Regions from separate parts of the Mus musculus genome. Here region 1 is linked to region 2. The links are chromatin contacts, called in public HiChIP or PLAC-seq maps. All regions are on one chromosome and are shown on one strand. The core of a region is the stretch at or near the end of the contact, and the rest is flanking DNA. Distances in the headings are between cores, read along the strand shown. Region 1 overlaps Thada (thyroid adenoma associated). Region 2 holds the start of C430042M11Rik (RIKEN cDNA C430042M11 gene).

Evidence for each region. HiChIP or PLAC-seq counts read pairs in DNA pulled down with a chosen protein or histone mark.
Region 1: a FOXA1 HiChIP or PLAC-seq map of pancreatic cancer cells shows a contact between it and region 2. The contact joins the enhancer-like site here to the promoter of C430042M11Rik in region 2. A contact is called at or near these places in 1 of 39 promoter capture datasets (neural stem cells), 1 of 484 Hi-C or Micro-C datasets (nephron progenitors), 10 of 115 datasets of contacts at active chromatin or transcription factors (the NIH/3T3 cell line, the SCID.adh cell line, SST interneurons and 7 more) and 1 of 9 other capture datasets (pancreatic islet).

Annotation. Positions count from the first base shown.
Region 1 is chr17:84,234,723-84,239,253 of GRCm38.p6, forward strand. All of the region lies in intron 31 of Thada (thyroid adenoma associated), which reads right to left. Among named protein-coding and RNA genes, the nearest start is that of Gm36279, 45 kb to the left of the region's middle. Within about 2 kb of position 2,604, at least 42 of the 459 cell types and tissues checked have an H3K27ac peak or open chromatin away from gene starts, as enhancers often do. A contact at or near this core is called in T-cell acute lymphoblastic leukemia and pancreatic cancer cells, where this site is marked.
Region 2 is chr17:83,851,844-83,856,463 of GRCm38.p6, forward strand. C430042M11Rik (RIKEN cDNA C430042M11 gene) reads right to left here and starts at 2,575. Exons shown (of 2, transcript NR_155491.1): 1 at 2,373-2,575; 2 at 1-1,131.

The DNA.
Region 1 (4,531 bases), core at 1,354-3,853, 380 kb after region 2:
AAAGGAACATCATTCATCATGGTGCATTCAGAAGAATGAACAAACATGATCAAATGATGCAGACAGGCAGGGCAGGCAGGCAGGCAGGGCAGGCAGGGTAGGGCAGGCAGGCAGGGCAAGGCAGAGAGGCAGGGCAGAGAGGCAGGCAGGGCAGGGAGGGCAGGGCAGAGAGGCAGGCAGGGCGGGGCAGGGCGGGGCAGGGCAGGGCAGGGCAGGGCAGGCAGGCAGGCAGGGCAGGCAGGGTAGGGCAGGCAGGGTAGGGCAGGCAGGCAGGGCAAGGCAGAGAGGCAGGGCAGAGAGGCAGGCAGGGCAGGGAGGGCAGGGCAGAGAGGCAGGCAGGGCGGGGCAGGGCGGGGCAGGGCAGGGCAGGGCAGGGCAGGCAGGCAGGGCAGGCAGGCAGGCAAGGAGGGCAGGCAGGCAGGCAAGGAGGGCAGGCAGGCAGGGCAGGGCAGGCAGGCAGGGCAGGCAGGGCATGCAGGCAGGCAAGGAGGGCAGGCAGGCAGGGCAGGCAGGGCAGGCAGGCAGGGCAGACAGGCAGGGCAGACAGGCAGGCAGGGCATGCAGGCAGGCAGGGCAGGCAGGCAGGGCAGGGCAGGGCAGGGCAGGGCAGGCAGGGCAGGCAGGGCAGGCATACAGAGGGGCCTTCCACAGTGTAGATGCTCACCACATACAGTTCTTGGGCTCTTTTAAGTCTTAGATGTAGCAGAGAATTAACAAGACCAGCCTCTACTTCTTGGAGGTCCCACCCTCCCCTCTGTGCATCAGAACCTAGTGACCAGTGAGGGGGCCTCTAGGAGGAACAAGAGGCTGGAGGGAGGAGTACACAATTTTTTATTATGAACAACTGCAGAGATAACACAGCATTCCTTCCCTACAGTGGTTCTCAGCCCAGGGAGCATGGGAAACTCATTGGGGAACTTTCGCAAAGCATGTCTAGCTTTAAAGTGACCCAGGTCACTCTGGTGCACATCTGGGACTGACAGCTACCGTTGGTGCTTCCACACCCACTACAGCACTCACCACAAGGTTTCCCAACAGGATCTCTCTGACAAAGTATGTCTTGGGGTAGCAAATGCAGTCTATTTCAACATACGGTACTTACATTTTTGTTTTTAATGGGTGCCTTTTATAAGCAGGGCACAGAACCTGACAGTAGCTTTCTGGTATGAAGCTTAACAGCTTTCTCTAGCGGGCAGTAATTTTTAAACTAACTTTTCTGTTTGTCATCTCAAACTTGATTGGGTTTTGCCTCAGGAAGCCATGGTCTCACTGAAAGGACCAAGTCCTTGTTTGATTGGCCCCACTGTATTTGTATGAGGGTCAGATGGCTTTGGCAATCCTATTTTGCATAGACATTTCCAGTCTTCCCTGTTGGGAAGTGTTCACATGTCCCAGTATGGTCAGCGCAGTCACTCAGGACTGTGTTACTGAGTCTCACACTCGATGTGTGCTCATCTTCAGATATGGCTTTTGTTTGTTCTTCTAAGCAAAGCGTATTTCTGGTCTTTAAGATAATGACTTAATGGCTGGATTCATACGGAAGGAACTACCTCCTGCTGTACTATGACCTTTCTCATTGGAGAAACATATTATTGGGTTTGGTGGCTCATGCCTGTAATCCTAGCACTTTGAAGGCAGAGGCAGAAGGATCCCTGAGAGTTCAAGGCTAGCACAATGAGACTTAATCTCAAAAATATAAAATCAAGTCCTAAGTAATAGAGCAGTCAGTTTTAAGTTACCAATTTAAGAAAGGTGTTTTTATTTTAAGTGATGTGCATATGTGTATCTGTCTGTGTCCAAGGAGGCTAAAAGTGGGCACCAGGTCCACAGAGCTGGAGTTAAAGACACAGTGCACTGCCAGAGGAGGGTGCGAGGAACCACACTCAGGTCTTCTGTAAGAGCAGCATGTGTGGAGCGGCTATGAGCAAATCCCAAGGAGACTTACTATATTCCTTTGAGGCTCCCTGCCACTGAACTTCAGAGGCTCTTATTCCACTTGACCCTGTGTGCTGCTCCCTCACCTCAAACTGAATCTGTCTTCTGCAAAGCTCTGAATTCTCTCATGCGGCTAGGCCAATACAAGTTTGCAGATTGGCTGGGGATATGGCTTGGTTGTTAGGGTGTTTGCCTGCCATGTGTAAGTTCCTGAGTTGGATTCCCAGTCCACATACTCTAGGTCCTGTACTCCTGTCATCCCAGCACTGAAGCGGTGGAGGTAGGAGGATCAAGTGCTCGTGTCACTTGGCTACAGAGTGGGTACACGGCATCCTGGGATACACAGGACCCTCTCCTGCCAAGTGAGCAGATACAGTAGTCCTAAACTTTCACCCAGCATTCCTTAAAGGAGGGGCTAAGAAAGTCTCGATGTGCAGTGGGGTGTCCCACCTTCTCCCAGGTCAGTGAGAGCTACAACCGAGCCAAGTGAAGTTCTTATCTGAACTGGGTCTAAAAATAATCAGCTGATAATTTGTACTCTGCAAATGTTAATGTCTTGTTATGTAATTTCTCAGTAAAAAAAATACTTGTACAGAAAAGGAAACCATAGGAACTACAACAACAAAATCAGCTGATTTATTAATTTTTGGCTTTTCCTTATCAAAGGGAAATTCCATTCTTCTGTTTAATCCAACGCCTCTCCCAGTAAAGCTGTGATCCTGACCCCAGAGGCCCTTCCAGTTACAAACATGGAGAAGCTGGGAGAGGCCCTGGAAACAGGTCTTCTCTGAGCTGGTCTTGGCCTGCTCTTTCTTGTCAGATTTGTTCCTGGTTCTCTGACACCCTTCAAAGAGGTGTCCATCACTTTCCCCTGTGTGCTGGACAGTTTTATGTCAACTTGACACAAGCTAAAGTCATCTGAGAGAAGGGAACCTCAGTTAAGGAAAACCTCAGTTAAGGAAATCTGACTGTAGGCAAGCCTGTAGGGCATTCTCTTAATTAGTAATTGATAGGGGAGAGCCCAACCTATTGTGGGTGGTGCCATCCCTAGGCTGGTAGTCCTGGGTTCTATAAGAAAGGAGGCTGAGCAAGCCATGGAGAGCAAGCCAGTAAGCAGTATCCCTCCGTGGCCTCTGCATCAGCTCCTGCCTCTGTTCCTGCCCTGTCTTAAGTTTCTCTCAACTGTCTTCAATGATGGACTATTATGTAGAAGAGTGAGCCGGATAAACCCTTTCCTCCCAAGCTGCTTTTGCTTACAGTGTTCCATCGCAGCAGTAGTTACTCTAACCAGGAAACTCTGGTTGTCAGAACGTTATGAGAATCATGCATCTCTCCCTCATCCTCCCAAATATCAGTTTTAGGCTGGCATGGAACTCACTATGTAGCTGAGGATGGCCCTGAACTTCAGCCCCTCTTGCTTGCATTTCAAGTGCTCGCATTACAGGCCTATGCACCAGGCTAGCTCAGGGGCAGGTGTGTTTAAGCAAAGAATCCTTAATGTGCTGGTGGGGACGGACTGAGGATGTCTTTTAAGTATACTATTTGAAGAACACCTTCTTAAGCCATAAGCTGTGAGCTCAGCCCTTCTAACTTGTGAATCAGAAGATTACAGAAGGGAAGGGATGAGTGCATGGGGGGGGGACTACAATTTCTAACTACTTCCCTCCAGTTCCATCCCAGCAGCCTTTACCCAACACAGGGAGCCAATCAGGAAACACTGCAGATAAACACAGGACGAACTAAAGACACAAACATGCAGTTATTTCCCAACATAGTCTGCTTCTGCTTCTTCAAAGAACTGCACCACAGTGCAAGATTTGGAGGGGATTTGCACCACCATAAACCCTAGCACCTGCCACCCTTTGATTGACCTATTTCCCACAAAGGATTTTAGGCCTCTCTGATGTTTCCAGGCAACAGGAGACACCATGAAAGCACTCTGAGGACCACACCTGGATAGACAGGCTCTTTTTAGTACCTTGGTCGATTTCTGTTGCCTTACCAGCATCGAGAGGGACTGGGACCAAGCAATCTCAGTCCTTGTCAGTGATAAAAGACAGTCCTGAGACTCTGCCTGAGCTCTAAAGTATGTACTTAAGAAACAGAATCTGGAGGCTGGAGCAACTGCTCAGCAGTTAAGAGCACTGACTGCCCTTTCCAGAGGTCCCAAGTTCAATTCCCAGCAACCACATGGTTGCTGTAATGAGATCTGATGCCCTCTTCTGGTGTGCCTCAAAACAGCTACAGTGTACTCATACATAAAATGAATAAATTGCAAAAAGAAAAGAAAAAGAATCTAAGAGCAAAGAGGCCTCTGGAACTACTGGATTGCAGACACACTACAAGAGGAGGAGTGCAGGGAGGGCTCCCAGCAGGCGAGCCCAGCAGAATCTGGCTGGGTTGCAGAAGTCCACCATGGAGGGAGGAGTTAAGGAACTTCTTCCAGGTAAGCAACAGGAGGTGAGCCAAGGAGGAAGGGCACCAGGATTCCTGTTGTATTTAATGTGCCCACCACAACCCCAGACGAGGCAGTAAAAGGGTGGGAATTTACACACTGGGTGCTGACAGACATCAGTGAAAATTCAAGACTGAGGCC
Region 2 (4,620 bases), core at 1,325-3,824:
GAATTCTGAAGGTGTCTGCAGAGCAAGAGAACTGACACATACACACAGGACTTAATAGTTAGCTGCTCAGTCCATTTCAGGGTCTCCAGGAGCCAATGATTCGCAGATCCTGCCTTTGAACTTTCCCGACATTTGCTTGGTGTACTGAGCAGATGCTGGACTCCACTCCGAGTCCGTGGTCTTCTGCAGATATTGCTGGTGGCACCTATGCTAACGTCTTGTTTTGGGTTTTCCATTGACTAGACTCAGCTGGTTTTTCTATTGATGCTATGACACAAAATTAGTGGTGTCAAAATAATGCTAGTAAGCCAAACCTGGTGGCAACAGACTATAGCTACTGGAGGCTGAGACAGGAGAGAAAATTCAAAGCTATTTGTGCTGAAGAGGAAGCCCAAGGGCCTGAGCAACTATGGGAGACTATCTCTCAGAAAAAGAAGAAGAAGAAGAAGAAGAAGAAGAAGAAGAAGAAGAAGAAGAAGAAGAAGAAGAAGAAGAAGAAGAAGAAGAAGAAGAAGAAGAAGAAGAAGGTTAAGAAGAAGGTGTATTCGTCACGGTTCTCTAGAGCAGAACTTATAGAATGAATCTCTCTCCCCCCTCTCTGTCTATCTACTTTTCTCTATCTATCTATCTATCTATCTATCTATCTATCTATCTATCTATCTATCTATCTCATATATATACATATATATATGGAGAGAGAGAGAGAGAGAGAGAGAGGCTGTTGTCCAGCTAATCAAACAACAATTGACCATGAACATAAAGCCCAAGAATCCAGTGGTTGCTTGGTCCACAAGGCTGGATGTCTCAGCTGATCTCCTGTATCTGCCGGAATCCCGCAGAAGTAGGCGGCGCTAACGCCAGTGAAGGGATGGATGTGCTCGAGAGGCGAGGGTGAGCAGGCAAAGAACGAAAGCTTCCTATGTCGTCCTCTTCCATAGACTTCCAGCAGAGGGTGTGGCCCAGGTTAAAGGTATGTCTTCCCACCTCAAGATCCAGATCTCACCTCAAAGCTGGTCTAGAAGTAGATTCATCCACTACAAAACCAGCGGAGTCATCTCCCATAGGTATGTCCTCCACTTCTGGATGATTGCTCATTCCGGGTATCATCAAGTTGACAAACAGACATGGCTACTGCAAAGGGCAGGGTCGAGATGGATTAGAGGTACAGACGCTTGTCACTGAGCTGACGACCTAACGTCCTTCCCTGGGATCCGCAGTGATGGAAAGAGAGAGCTGATTCCTCACAATCGTCATCTCACCTCCAAACTCACTCCGTGGGGCAAAAATAAAAAACCAAATTAGATAAATGTATATATTTTTTATTTAAAATGGCAGGGGATGCCTTTAATCCTAGCACTTGGGAGGCAGAGGCAGGCGGATTTCTGAGTTTGAGGCCAGCCTGGTCTACAGAGTGAGTTCCAGGACAGCCAGGGCTACACAGAGAAACCCTGTCTCAAAAAACAAAAAACAAAACAAAACAAAACAAAAAGGCAGGGGATATAGCTCAGAGATAGAACACTTGGCTATTATTCATAATGCCTTTGATTTAATCCCCAGTCCCGAGAGACAAGACAAGACAAAGCAACCCGATGTCCTGCCACATACACCAATCTATCATCTTTAGTTTTGAAGCCTGAATGGGGCTCGAAGGTGAAAATCCAGGTGTTGTCAGAGCTGTATTTTTTTTAAAGACTTATTTATCTTATGTTCGTTGGTGTTTTGCCTACATGTATGTCCATATGAGGGTGTCAGATCCCCTGGAATTACAGACTGTTTCGAGCTGCCATGTGGGTGCTGGGAATTGAAACTGGAAGAGCAGCCAGTGTTCCTAACCACTGAGCCATCTCCTCAGCCTTGGGTCTTGTCTTTTTTTTTTTTTTTAAAGAGTTCAGGTAGAAGACATAGGTTTCTTCTTCTCTAACCTATCAAGATCCTCCTCACACCTGCAAGTAACGGAGACTCCAATTAACCGGGAGCTTATGGGATGCTGAGGATTTATATGCTAGGTGACAAGCAAGTACACCCCTCCCCCCACTAAATAAAAGTGTAATTTAAACAATTCAAAGACACACGTCTAGAGAGATGGCTCAGCCACTGAGAGCACTTGCTACTCTTGTAGAGGGCCAAGGTTTGGTTCCCAGTATCCACATGGCAGCTCACAATTGCCTGTACCTCCAGTTCCAGTGGATCTGATGCCCTCTTCTGGCTTTTAATGGCACCACATACACACACACAGTGAACAAAACATACATGCAAGCAAACGCTCATAACTAAATAAATCTTAGGAATATAAAAATGAAACAAGACAGAAAAACAAGCAAAGAAAACCCGTTCAGCTAAGGGGAAAGTTAAAGGCTCATATAACAAGATACCTGTCTGAGTCAGGGGTTCTCTTGCTGTGAAGAGACCCCATGACCATGGCAGCTCTCATGATGGAAAACATACTCTGGGCTGGCTTAGTTTCAGGGGTTTAGTTCATTATCATCATGGTGGGAAGCACAGCCGTGTGTAGGCAGACCTGGTGCTTGAGAGGAGGAGAGCATTCTATATCCAGATCCGAAGGCATCAGGAAGAGACCTTGAGCCACTAAGCCCCAGCTTGAGCTCCTCAGACCCGCCCCCTAGTGACGCGCATCCTCCAGCAAAGCCACACCCACTCCAACAAGGCCACACCTCTTTAGTGGCACTCCGTATGGGCCTATGTGGGCCATCTTCATTCAGACCACCACAGTAGCTAAAGGATATTTGCAGGAGGTGTAACTGAGGAGACCCAGCCTGAATGTTGCTCATGTCAGGTTTTGTGTGACAGCGAGGAGAAAAGTGACTAACACACGTCCTATTCCTGGTGGCTGAGGACAGCTGGTTACACGTAGCGTTTCCTTAGGACCACGCCCTGTCTCCAGTGCTGCAGGTGCTTGCTTGCTCTGCTGTGGGGGCTGCAGAGCGGGTTGAGTCATGTTAGCAGCATCCTTCCATTCTTCCTACCAGACATATGTTGTTGAAATTTTTTAATCCCAATCTGGGGTTTCTCTATCACCTTGATCATTCAGTTCCTGGATAAAAGACACACAACCTTTATATTTACAATAAGCCTTAATCAGCACAAGAGCTGGGCAGATACCTACCCTCTATGCTATTAGAATCTACCTTCCTATCAATAACCCCAAGTTATTATTTACTATGTTTCATCTATGCTGCTCTTAACTCCAATTGGTCAGCCCTCAGGTTCTCCCTCGAGAACCCATGGCTTCTCTCTCCCTCCTTCACCTTCTTCTCCCTCATGGTTTTCCTCAGACCCCCAGTCCTGGAATCCTAAACCCCACCTATGTCTCTTCTGTCCAACTATTGGTTGTCAGCATCTTTATTTACCAATGAGAAATAACTTGGGTGCAAAGTCACTGGGTCTACACTCAGACTTTCTCTCAGGGAACCAGGTCTTAGGGGCTTGCACTTAGCCCTACAATACACAGCAAAAGACCAAACCTCAAAAGACTTAGGCAATTCTCCCCATGTTTCTGGGAGATCAAACTGCCATGAAGGGAGAACCAGATGTGTGTGCTGGCCACGAGAGGCTCAAATGTCCATACTTGCACCCATTACTGGGACAAAACCAGTAGTAACCAGCAGACGTTGCTTGGATCTGGTGTTTCCAGGTTCCCAGACTTTTATTCAAGAAAACTAAAATAAAGGCAGAAACAAATTGCAAAGAAGCAAAGGAGTTTTATTTCAAAGCAAAGCAATAGTATAGACCAGAAACATCCTGTCAAGAGTGATAGGGGACACTATCTATCGATCGATTTATCTATCTATCTATCTATCTATCTATCTATCTATCTATCTATCTATCATCATCATCATCTATCATCTATCTATCTATCTACCATCTATCTATCTATCTATCTATCTATCTATCTATCTATCATCTATCTATCTATCTATCTATCTATCATCATCATCATCTATCTATCTATCTACTATCTATCTATCTATCTATCTATCTATCATCTATCTATCTATCTATCTATCTATCTATTATCTAACTATTCATCCATCTATTTATCCATCTATCTATCCATCTATCTATTATCTATCTACCTATCATCTATCTATCATCTATCTATTATCTATCTATCTATCTATCTATCTATCTATTATCTATCTATCTATCTATCTATCTATCTATCTATCTATCTATCTATCTATCTATCTTATATGTAAGTGTTTTGCCTTCATGCATGGATGTACACTACTTGCCTGCCCAGTTTCCTCATCAAATCCCTTGGGACTGGAGTTGCAGATGGTTGTGAGCCATCATGGTGCTGGGAACTGAACCCTGATCCTCTACTAGAACAGCAAGTGTGTTCAACCACTGAGCCATCGCTCCAGAACATCCCCCACCCCCATATTCTATCATTCCTGACTCTTCATGACATGGTTCCAAATGATCTTGATAAGAGTAAATGTGTGTGGAATCCTGGGGTCCAAGGCACCCTGAGGAGTGTCAACACTGACATTTTTTTGTGGCTCAAGTGTTGTGGATGAATTTATATTTGTTACCTACAATGAAGAAAACTGAGAATATCTATGAGATGCCCAAAGTTATTTAGTCTCTCTCTCTCTC